3 separate regions of the Mus musculus genome follow, and all the other regions are linked to region 3. The links are chromatin contacts, called in public Hi-C maps. All regions are on one chromosome and are shown on one strand. The core of a region is the stretch at or near the end of the contact, and the rest is flanking DNA. Distances in the headings are between cores, read along the strand shown. Region 1 has its middle 54 kb from the start of Cdh7. Region 2 holds the start of Cdh7 (cadherin 7, type 2). Region 3 has its middle 150 kb from the start of Gm22159.

Evidence for each region. Hi-C and Micro-C count contacts between places; a contact is called where the count stands out from the background.
Region 1: a Hi-C map of cerebellar granule neurons shows a contact between it and region 3, with 2.7 times the contacts expected there. The contact joins two enhancer-like sites. A contact is called at or near these places in 4 of 484 Hi-C or Micro-C datasets (cerebellar granule neurons and cerebellum).
Region 2: a Hi-C map of cerebellar granule neurons shows a contact between it and region 3, with 4 times the contacts expected there. The contact joins the promoter of Cdh7 here to the enhancer-like site in region 3. A contact is called at or near these places in 1 of 39 promoter capture datasets (hippocampal neurons), 5 of 484 Hi-C or Micro-C datasets (brain, cerebellar granule neurons and cerebellum) and 1 of 9 other capture datasets (liver).

The regions. Positions count from the first base shown.
Region 1 is chr1:109,927,740-109,931,848 of GRCm38.p6, forward strand. No RefSeq gene overlaps it. Among named protein-coding and RNA genes, the nearest start is that of Cdh7, 54 kb to the right of the region's middle. Within about 2 kb of position 2,027, at least 3 of the 459 cell types and tissues checked have an H3K27ac peak or open chromatin away from gene starts, as enhancers often do. A contact at or near this core is called in cerebellar granule neurons, where this site is marked.
Region 2 is chr1:109,982,317-109,986,203 of GRCm38.p6, forward strand. Cdh7 (cadherin 7, type 2) reads left to right here and starts at 1,407. Exons shown (of 12, transcript NM_172853.3): 1 at 1,407-1,575.
Region 3 is chr1:109,470,193-109,473,863 of GRCm38.p6, forward strand. No RefSeq gene overlaps it. Among named protein-coding and RNA genes, the nearest start is that of Gm22159, 150 kb to the right of the region's middle. Within about 2 kb of position 1,674, at least 3 of the 459 cell types and tissues checked have an H3K27ac peak or open chromatin away from gene starts, as enhancers often do. A contact at or near this core is called in cerebellar granule neurons and cerebellum, where this site is marked.

The DNA.
Region 1 (4,109 bases), core at 777-3,276, 460 kb after region 3:
CTTTAGATATCTGTCAAATCCATTTGGTCCATATCTTCTGTTAGTTTCACTATACCTCTGTTTAGTTTGTGTTTCCATGCTCTGTCCATTGATAAGAGTGGGCTGTTGAAGTCTCCCCGTACTATTGTGTGAGGTACAATGAGTGCTTTCAGCTTTATTAAAGTTTATTTTATGAATGTGGGTGCTCTGGCTTTTGGAGCATACATGTTCATCTTTAGAGTTGATCTTGGTAGATTGTTCCTTTAATGAGTAGGAAGTTTTCTTCTGTTTCTTTTTTGATAACTCTAGGTTGAAAGTCTATATTATTAGATATTTGAATGGCTACTTCAGCTTGTTTCTTGTGACCATTTTCTTGCAAAAATGTTTTCTAGCCTTTCACTCTGAGGTACTGTCTCCCTTTGTCACTGAGGTGCATTTCCTTTGTGCAGCATAATGGGTCCTTTGGGTCCTGTTTATGTACCCAGTTTGTTAATCTATTTCTTTTCATTGGGGAATTGAGTCTATTGATATTAAGAAATATTAAGGAAAAGTTATTGTTGCTTCCTGTTATTTTTGTTGGTAGAGGTGGATTATGTTTATGTGGCTATCTTCATTTTGGTTTGTTAAAAGTAAATTTAAAGATTATTTTATTGTCGTTTTCTAGGGTGTAGTTTCCCTCCTTTGGTTGGAGTTTTACAATCATTACCCTTTGTAGGCCTGGAATTTTGGAAAGACAGTGTATAAATTTGTTTTTGTCATGGAATATCTTGGTTTCTCCATCTCTGTTAATTGAGAGTTTTGCTGGGTATAGTAGCCTAGGCCAGCATTTTTGTTCTCTTTGGGTCTGCATGACGTCTACTCAGGATGTTCTCACTTTTAGTCCTTGAGGAAAAGTCTGATATAATTCTGATATGCCTGCCATTATATGTTATTTGACCTTTTTCCCTTACTGTTTTTATATTCTTTCTTTGTTTTATCCATTTGGTGTTTTGATTAGTATGTGACAGGGGAATTTGTTTTCTGGTCCAATCTATTTAGAGATCTGTAGGCTTCTTTTATGTTCACGGGCATCCCTTTCTTTAGGTTTGGGAAGTTTTTGTTAATTGTGTTGAAGATATTTACAGGCCCTTTAAGTTGGGAATCTTTGCTTCTATACCTAGTATCCTTAAGTTTGGTCTTCTCATTGTGTCCTGGATTTCTTGGATGTTTTGGGTTAAAAGTTTTTTTTCCATTTTGCATTTTTTTAACAGTTGTGTCAATGTTTTCTATGGTGTCTTCTGCTCCTGAGATTCTCTCTTCTATCTCTTGTATTCTGTTGGTGATGTTTGCATCTATGACTTTTGATCTCTTTTCTAGGTTTTCTATCTCCAGAGTTGTCTCCCTTAGTGACTTCTTTATTCTTTCTATTTCCCGTTTAGATCCTTGATGTTATTTTTCAATTACTTCACCTGTTTGTTTGTGTATTCCTGTAATTTTTAAAGGGATTTTTGTATTTCCTCTTTATGGGATTCTACATGTTTACCTGTGTTCTCCTGTATTTCTTTCAGGGAGGTATTTATGACCTTGTAAAGTTCTCCATCAGCATCATGAGATATGATTTTAAATATATATCTTGCTTTTCTGGTGTGTTGAGATACCCAGGATTTCCTATAGTAGAAGAACTGGGTTCTGATGATGCCAAGTTGCCTTGCTTTCTGTCGGTAACATTCTTATGCTTATTCTTACCATCTCTTTGTCTCTGGTGTTAGTTGGTTTTGCTGTCTCTGACTATAGCTTGTATGTACTGTGGTTCTGTAAGCCTGTATCAGTACTCCTGGCAAGACCAGCTCTCTCCTGGCGGGATCACTTACAGAGGGCTGTGGAACACCTCCCAGCTCTTGGAGGAAAATGGTGACTGGAAGGATCCTGTCCCAGCTGCTCCACTATTCCAGTGTGCACTCCCTGATAGTCCCAATTTGGACAGTTATTGGAGAAAAAGTGGTGATTTCACCTCTGAGCTGAGGAGGGTGAGCACTCCTGGGAGATCAGCTCTGTCTTTGTAGATCTGCATACAGAGGGCTGTGGAACAGCCTCAGCTCTGTGGTACAGATGGAGATGGGAAGGATCTCATTCTGATCTTTTTAGCCATTGTTTGCTATGTATAATCAACAGAGATCCAATTTAACATCCTTAAGATTAGGTCTTCCTTGTACTTTACAAATTTAAGTTAACACTGAAACTTACACAAAATCGTCTTTGTAAAAGAATTGCATTCCAGAACATCAATGGTAAATATTTTAGCTATTATAGTGGCATAGCATGCCAAGAGCTATTCATATTCTACCTACCAGTACTGAGAGTGCTGACACTGCCAGCTGTCCAGCAAGTGATTCATTCTCTAAATCCCATTTTAGAATTTGTTTACTAAGACTGTTTCTGATACCAACTGTCCTAGATCAGGATGTCCTTGAAGATACAACATAAGACATAAGATCTGATAAAGAATATTTTCTCAAAGTCCTTTTAGCAAGGATGCTTGTAAGGATGGGAAGTATGAGAATGAGAGAAAAAGTAAGAAGCTGAGTGAACTGAAATGTTGCTCAAATCTCCCCAAGATGGATAGAAGCATTATTTTTTGTTTGTTTGTTTTTGTCCCCAAGTGACAGTTTACATACTTGTATTTGAAAGCCCCTGAATAAAGAAAAAAAATGAAGGTTACTATTTTTGCTAGTCCTGTTCAGAAAGGAATTGCCTCCTGCTATGTCTTAAATTGTTTCCCTCTCATAATATCAATGATCTATGTCTTACTTCACAGTGTAGCTTGATTATTTGCATAGGTTAAGGGGTATGGACCCCATTGTACTTTCTATATCTGGGTATCTTGATTTCCCACAATGATTGCTATGGTGACTGCAATTTGAGCAATGGAGGATTTTGGTACCTTTCCTAAGAATCAGATGTCAGTAGCTCTGTGGTTTATTTCTGTATCCTATATTATATTTTTCTGGTGTGCTACTCTTCTTTGTACAGGTATCATACTTCCTAAATTGTTTCAATATAACTATAGTAGTTTCACCATCTAGTATTATAATATATGCAAAGTAAGTCTTGTTTTCTTGGCTCAGATTAAATTTAGTTCATATACTTTGCTTTATTTTGAGGAATGTGAGTTTAAGACAACAATGTAAATGTTAGCAGTTCTTATGTCGTTGATCTCTTCCATGGTCTTCAGGGTTTTACATATGTAGCATACTAACAGATTCTGCAATAAACTCATAGACTTCTGTGGAAAATAATTCTTATTGCCATGTTCTTGTACCACAACTCATTGCCTCTTTGAAATCATGTTCCACAACAAATAGAGGTTATGATTGGACTAGGCAATAACAAATCTTTTTTATCAATGTCATTGCTCCCTAAATAACAGCTGATACCAGTGGTTTCCACAGCATGTATAGTATGTTATGTATTAAAGTCATTTACAATTAATATGAAAGATAGTATTAATTTGATGGAACTACTACTTAGCATTTGATATAAAAAACTTTGAGATTATATGAATTTTGTATTGTAGAACCAGTTCAGCATAGACACTAAAAGTGAGTGTATCTTCCCAGACCAGTGCACACATTTTTAATGCTATCATAAAAATCACATAATTTTCAAGAGATCGACAAAGCTCTTTATTTCAAAGTAATATTTCATAATTGTGTTGTAGGCTGTTCCTCTTGAGAATATAAAGTGATGTGTTTTGTAAATCATTATAAATTTTTGCATTTCATAATTGTTTTCTAGAGAAAAAAATTAACTCAAAGTAGTACATAATGGACTATATACTATAAATAAATTTTTAATTATTCTTTGCTTCTTACTTAAGAAAATCATTTATTTTGTATTTTTTCAGAGTTAATTTATACTTAAAATTTTAATTTATTTATATATGTATACATATATGTATACATATATAGTCATTTCTAATCTTTTATAATTTCACATCTTAAAGTTTCTTTCTCTCACTGCAACATATTTAAATGGTGTTAGCTGTAGAAAAGAAACTGGAAATATTACCTTCTATCTCCTAGACATCTTACTCTATTTGTTTTCATATGTTGGCTCTACACAACTTCCCAAATCTGCTCCTACTTCTCAGG
Region 2 (3,887 bases), core at 157-2,656, 510 kb after region 3:
TGTGTGTGCATATGTGTGTGTGTGTGTGTGTGTGTGTGTGTGTGTGTGTGTGTGTGTGTGTGTGTGTGAGTGTATGTGTGTGTGTGTGTGTCTGTGTGTGTCTGTGTGTGTGTGTACGCGCGCGCGCGCATGCCGACTAAGCGTCTCTCTCTTGGCAATCTTAGCCAACAGCGCTTTCTGTTTCTCCAGGAGGTCCTGAAGTCTCTGTAGCCTCTCAGACAAGGTGCCAGTGGTAACCCGCGGCGATCTGCATCTCCCTCTAATGCGCACTCCCAAGTCGGCCCCTGCGCGCCCTCTCGCAGTCACCCGCGCTCGCCCTCCCGCCCTCTCCGGGGACGCGCGCTCTGGTTGGCTCCGGACTTGGTACCCTAGACTGTTGTGCAGAGGATTAGCGTGTGTGGGGGATGGGGGTGGAGGGTGGGGGTGGGAAGGGAAGAATAATGATGGCCCTTTTCGTCCCTATCAAGAGCGGGACCCTAGCATTCAATGACCCCCAGGGTCCTTGTGCCCTGCGGAGTGCGTTGTGATTGGAAGACGAGTAGGCTGCTGCGGGGCTGAGCAGGTGCCGGTCCGCTGCTTCTGTGTCTGCCCGGCGCTCATAGCTGGGAGCACAGCGTCCCTGAGCGCCCGTGGATCCCCCACCCCTTCCACCCCCTTGCCAAGTGCGCATTCTTTTAAATGCAAACGCCATGGTTTCAGGTGCCTGATGCTGCTGGCAGGGTAGAGAGGCCCCAGGTGAGTGTATGTGTGCCTCCTTTGGGGCTGGGGAGGTCGCCCTCGCAGAAGCGCGCCCTCGCTGCGCACCGCGGGGAGCCGGACAGATAAGTGAGCAAAGAGCGGGAGTAGGGGGGGAGGGTATCCGTGCGGAGTTTCCCGTGGCGTTCCCAAGTTACTGCGTGTTGTGTTGAGACGTGCTTCTGCCTGGCAGGACAGGCTTGAGGACTGAGTTCTCCCGAGATCCTCCAGGAAAGCAGTGTTGACAGACACCAGGTGCAACGCGAGGGAAGTAGTCAGGGTGAGAGTGAATCCCAATCCCAGCCCACTTCAAATGCAGAGGTAAACACTCGCCATCTCCACCGCTGTCCTCTAAGAGGTACCCAGCGGATCTTTCCGTGGACCTTGAACTGATGCTGGCACAACTCGGAGCAAATTGTGCCACCGCTTTCTGCAGAGGTCTGAGGCTGGAAGGAGGTGTGTGCCTTGTGTAAGCAGGAGCAGGATTCCTTTGAACCATCTGCCCTAGACCTCTTTGGCCTTATGTGAATGTGGAACTCAAGTATGGTTGCTCTTTTTTTCCCCCCTAGTAATTAGTATTCCGTTGGTCAGGTGCATCTTCAGGGTTTGCTTCCACTTCGCCTCTTTGTACCTTTGGTGTGAGCTGGGAAAAGGGCACCCTGCTTCTCTGGAATTCATTCTGGACTTGGACATCTTCGTGGGTTCACTTGGCACAAGGCTAGTTGCTGGTATTCAGCCTTCCAGCCTCCCAGCGTGGATTGATACAAAAGGACCTTAGCTTTGAATGGCTTCACGGTTTAGATCATTAACCCTTCGGATTTCTTAGATGTCATAGTTCAGGTAAGTAAAGATTACCAAAATAAATTAACCCTGAACTGGGGAAATCATAAGCTGTTAGGGAAAAAAAAAATCACAGATTTAGAATCTCTAGACTGTGAAAAATTTGCATAGTAATTCATTAATATTTGTAAAACACCTTTTACTTTGCAAGAGATATATTTAGGTCATGTATTAAATTCAATATTTATAAAAATAAGACTTACCCTCCACAATATCAGTGCCCAGCAGGTGTTTTGTTTTGTTTTTTACAGAGGTGGATTGACAGAACTTTAATCTCTCTTTACAGATAGGAAAATTTATTGTCATCGTATTGAAATTGCAAATTGACAGTATTTGCTGTTAAAGGTAGATTGCTAGTGCAAAAACCAAAAATGTATTTTTAGAGTTCTGTTGTAGTAGGAACCATTATTAAAAGGAAGTTTGTGTAGATGCACGGTCAGCAAAATCTAAGTAGTTTTGAGTCTTTATAAAGAGTTGTTAAGGGGAAGGAAGAACTAAGAGTAATTCCAACTGCACCTTCCAGAAACCCACTCAAACAGCTCGTTTTCTAAAGAACTGGTCAGACGTCATGTTGAGCCAAATGCTTGCTATTCTATGTGAAAGAGAAATGCATTCAAATGACTTTCTTTATTTTTACGGGCTATTTTGAAAAGCATGGAGTAACTGCAAAAGTATAGGTTGCTGGCCAGCAACTTCATGGTAATCTTCCTTGTGTACTCCTGTTTAATTGTCAGTGGCTAAGTGGAAGCTGTGAGGCAGCATCCAGTTTTAATAGTTTTATCTGAGTAAGCTTGCTGAAATTTTGTGTGTGGAAAGAGAAATAAAGCAAGAGGCACAGCCTATCACCCTCCTAGAAGCTATTCTAGTTTGTAGTGTTACTAAAAGGGCATTGTGCACTCTCAGTGTGAAGTATTACTGTAATTAAAGACTGCGATAGGTCATTAGAATTGCATTAACTATCAGTTGACAGATGCACACCTCTTCCTAAGTCTACTTTTATTGATTTAGTGTCAGAGAGTTGTTCTCTTTCTTATGAAAGGCTACTACAAGGCATCTATATTAGTGAAACGTACCCTTGAATTGACTCTCGGTTTTTAGCATCCAATAGGGAGAGAGGGTGGAGAACATATTTGTTGGCTACTGCTCAGCCTTCTTTGGTCTGAAAAATAAAACCACTGTCTCTTTTCAGGCATCATTTTCTTGCCAGCATTGCTATTATTCAGTATTTTGGTTTCTAAGTGGTATCAGGGGTCTAAACTTCTCAGACTGTATATAGATATCAAAAAAAAAAAAAAAAAAAAAAAAAAAGAAAAGAAAAAGAGAATGAATACATCTATGTGTCAAGTTAAATACTTTTCCAAATCTTTCAGAAAGGTGCTATATACTAAATCCTTAACTTGTTTTCTTTTGTACATATTATTGTTGAGTGATTCCAACCGTCCTGAATTTTATAAGGATTTATATTTATTGCTTCAACAGCTTGCAGTGCATCACAGTGTTCTTTCTTGGAAGGAAAAAGAAATAGAAAATGTTTTTTACTTCATTAGAAGGCTTCAAACCCATATCTTAAATTGAGAATTTTAGAAACTTCCAGACTAGCCTGCATGCACGAGTTAATTCCAAAGGGACAGAAATGCAAGTGTTTGTGCAGTGAATAAGAGAGTCTGACTTTCCTTGCTCTGGTGGCAAAGGGGAGCTGAGGGCAAACCATGTGACAGAGTCCTGTGTGACCATCTCCCTAGCCTCTAACAAGCAGAGGAGATCTAACTCTGACCAACAGTACAACAGTGCCTCCTCTGGGAATTTGCTGGTTCTGCAGAGAAGCCCCCTTGATCACTGCCCCCTCCCCCACCTTGTCTTGCAAGACTCCTCACTGACAGAATGTCCAGGGCCATTTAATATGCAGATGTCTATCCATACATTCAGTTCTTATTACAGAAAAGATTTTTCATTCTTGAAAATTTTATTTCAAGTTATTTTGTAAAGTATTTATTGGAACATAAAGCCTTTCACGGAAGTCGTGTAAATCACACCTGACAGAAAGGTGTAATACAAGGGCAAATTAAAAACTAAAACTAGAAAAACAAGATTTTCTATAATAATAAAATGTAAAGAGGTAGCCCTAGAAGTACAATACATCCATTTAGTTATTACATAAATAATTCAGGAGGGCTGTGGTTTGTTACTTTGTTTACTTTTTAATTTGTACAGGCTTCAATATAAACCATGTGCTTTTCCCCTTTTTTATTTCTTTCTCCCAAGAGAGAAGTTGTTTCTATTTCAGTGCAATTATCTATATAATCCACTTAGGG
Region 3 (3,671 bases), core at 424-2,923:
TGTGCGTGTTGGGGTGGGGGTATGGGCAAGGACTTAAGGAGTTAGAGAGGTCAAGTATACCAAGAGAAAACATAGAGAATCAACTAATCTGGGTCCATAGAGACCCATGAAGTCTGACCATACATGGGATGAACCTAGGCCTTCAGCACACTTGTAACAGTTATGCAGCCTAGCCTTTGTTTGGAACTCCTAACAGAATGAGTAAGAGTTGTATCTGACTGTTGCCCACATTTGGATACCTATCATCTAACTGGGCTCCCTTGCCTAGAAACAATCAGAGAAGATTCACCTAGAATTTGATCCATGGGTGGCTTCCTTTTTATTGAGGAGAAAGCAAGGATGAAAGGATGGTAGGGAAGTCAAGAAAGAGGGAGGGACTGGGAGAGAGGAGGGATATATGTATATTTGATGATGATATAAATTAAATAAATTAATTTAAATGTATATAATGCATATACATATTTTGATGAGCAGCAATATTTGTAAATTTTAAAACAATGATTTTTTTTTTTACTTTTTAATCACATCTTTTTTTTTTTTTTCTCAAACGCGGTAGAGCAAGAAATTATAAAAGTACCACATCATCTCAAATACTTGGAGGTTGGAGATTATTCTGGTGAAGAAACATATGCCTAGATAGGATACTTACTTGAAGCAACTTTTTGAAAATGTGTGGAAATAAAGTAAAATATATAGATAAAAATACATGAAAAGAAAGAATTAAACAACCAAAAGGAGTTGCAGTCCACTAATTATAAAGAAAATATAAACAACAAAATATGTTGAGAAAATATCATCTCACCATGTGGAAAAAATACTGTTTCCTTTCACATTTAAACATTCAGAATTTATTATCACATGATTTAGGTTCTAAATATATATGCATATACAATACATGTGTATTCCATATGTGACTATTACAAACTTAACAAGTCATGGCTATATGTGTTTCTAATATAGTTCATTACCCGTTCCTAAATTTTATATTATGGTTTTCAGACATTTAAATGATTTCATTTAAATTTATTTTCAAGACATGACATAAAATAAATGAAATGTTCCAATCTCCATGGCAGTTCTTAAAGAGCCCTGACTTGATATATCTTATATTTCTTGACCTTCAGAAGACATTGCACATCTAAGCATTAACAAAATGAAAATATTGATTATGTTGTTTTATAAAATAAAAGTATTATTCTTCTGGTTCTCTTTATAAACCTTTAAAACTCAAATTGGTTATGATAAGTCCAATGAACATCTCCTCTTCTCATTATCTCTCAAGTCATATTCTGCACAATTACATTTTCTCAGTATAATGACGGAAGCTTTACTCTAGGAAGCATGTGAGGCATTAAATATGAGGCAGAAGCAGAAACACAGAAATTCCCTAACTGTGGTCTGTGGTTGCAGCCAAGTAAGATAATTCACTTATAAATTACCACCTTTGTAACTGCAGGTAGTAGAAGATGAGCGGGTGTTCACCATCTGTGGCTAATTTTATTTTCCATTGATATGAAGAGTCATTTTTAAGCATCTCTTATGTTGTAACTTCCATTCCAAAATGGATTCACCATGTGGCAGTTACAGAGCAAATGGACATACGTATGCAATTCAGACAAATCTTGGCACCATTTCCTTCCCAGGTTGCTGTCATTTCCTGAACCCAGTGTAGTTTGCCCTCTTTGCAATCCGCTCCACTTGGAAGCCAGCATCCCTCCCACTTTTGGCAGTGAGAGGACGTCTGTGAACACTGGCCAGCCTTGGCTGTTTGTGCAGCAGATGTTTGGGAAGTCTTGTTTTTTAAATTTGTAGCCTCTATAGAATAAAAGTCAGGGTTTAAAATATGTTTCTCTGATTACATTTTCTATTATTTTGATAGTTTTGCATTCACTTGACACGTATTTCTTAATGATGAATCACAATAACTGGATCTTTTCTGTCTTTATTTTTTATTTTTTTTTTTTTTTAGAAAAGGAGTATGAGTTCAAAGTATAACTAAAAGTGCTCTCTATTTATACAGAGAGAGACATAAAACCACAGTATTTCACAGAAAAAATGTGCAAAAATACAGCTTAATGTCTATAGTACATCACAGATTTTATGGTAACATAATAACATGGTATTTTATTGAGCACAGTTTAATAGGGATTTTGAAGTAAACAATTACTAAGTGGGTGTGTGTGAAAATTGGTTACCACATATGAAACAATGGAGAAAAAATGTGGACAAGAGGAAAGAGACACAGCATGTAACATTTAAGAGCAAAATACTACGATGTGCATTATCCTGGACGTTAAAAGGTATTGAAAAGGATAGAGGTTATTTAAATAATTCAATGCAGAGTTGAGGTTGTGATGTGTATGTTTTGATCCCATTTAAATTACCCACCATTCAGACACTCCTACTTTTATTTCTAACATGTTTAGGTAACACCCTTTTTGTCTATGTTAGGGTTTTATTTCTGTGATCAAACCATGAACAGAAACAGCTTTGGACAGAAGATGTTTATTTGGCTTACATACTCTGGTTCATATTCGATTGAATGAAGATATGCTGAACCTTAGACCATGGAGGCATGCTGTTTGTTGGCTTGTTCTCCAGGGCCTAATCAGCTTGATTTCTATACAATTCAGAATCACCTAACCAAGGGTAGCGCAGACAGTGGACCACTCTTTACCTATCAATCTCAAATCTAAAACATGAACCAAAGTTCTAGTTAAAAAATCAATCTTTTTGATGCATTTTCTCAATTGATGTTTCTTTTTCCAGAGGATTCTAGCTTGTGTCTGGTTCAAAGAACTAAACACTTTGCTTTTAATTTTCAATTATAATAGAGTGAGTTTTGATCTTTCCTGCCTCCATAACCCCAAACTGGATATTTTTATTCAGAAGATATAGAAATATTGTTGCTTTTTGACAGTGCAGAGAGATGGCTTCTTTCCTTGTTCTGAGATTTTAAAATTCACATTAAAAATTGGTTAAAAGATTATCATAAGGCTGTTAAAGTGGCTCTGTACTGATAATCTGATTTCCAACCTTGGGACTCACATCATTACAATCAAGAACAAATTGACTCCCTTTGCTTGTTTTCTGAAATCAACTCACATACACTGCTACATGTATACCTCATCATAGAACCCCTACTAAATGAATAAAACCTAATAACCAATTTAAAAAGTTAAATAGTGTCATTTTCTTTTTTTAGATGAAATGTATTTTATTTTATCACAATGGCTTATTAAATTACCCAAAGCATACAAATACAGACTGAATGAGCATATGCTAGAATCACCGTGAAACACATCCCTATACTGTATAAAGGTTTATGTATAAAGTATCAATGGAACATAGTCTTCAGTCCCCATTGATATGAGATATGTTTCTTTATACATGAAAGGATTCAGCAGTAGTATGAAGGTCTGATATTCTAAAGGCAGCACAACTAACACTTTCATTTAAAAAAAAAAAAAAGATTTGTTTTACTTCTACAGTTAATGTGCATATATGTGTATGTATGTGTAAAACTGTGCACATGGGAGGGTAGGTGCCCATGGAGTCCAGATAATAGTGTCTGTAGGCTCAGATTCGTCAAAATCTACTTTAGGGTTCTTAAATGCGTCAATCTTCATTCTAGCCCCCTGAACCAGAGGTAGGGGAGAAAGATGGTTAGT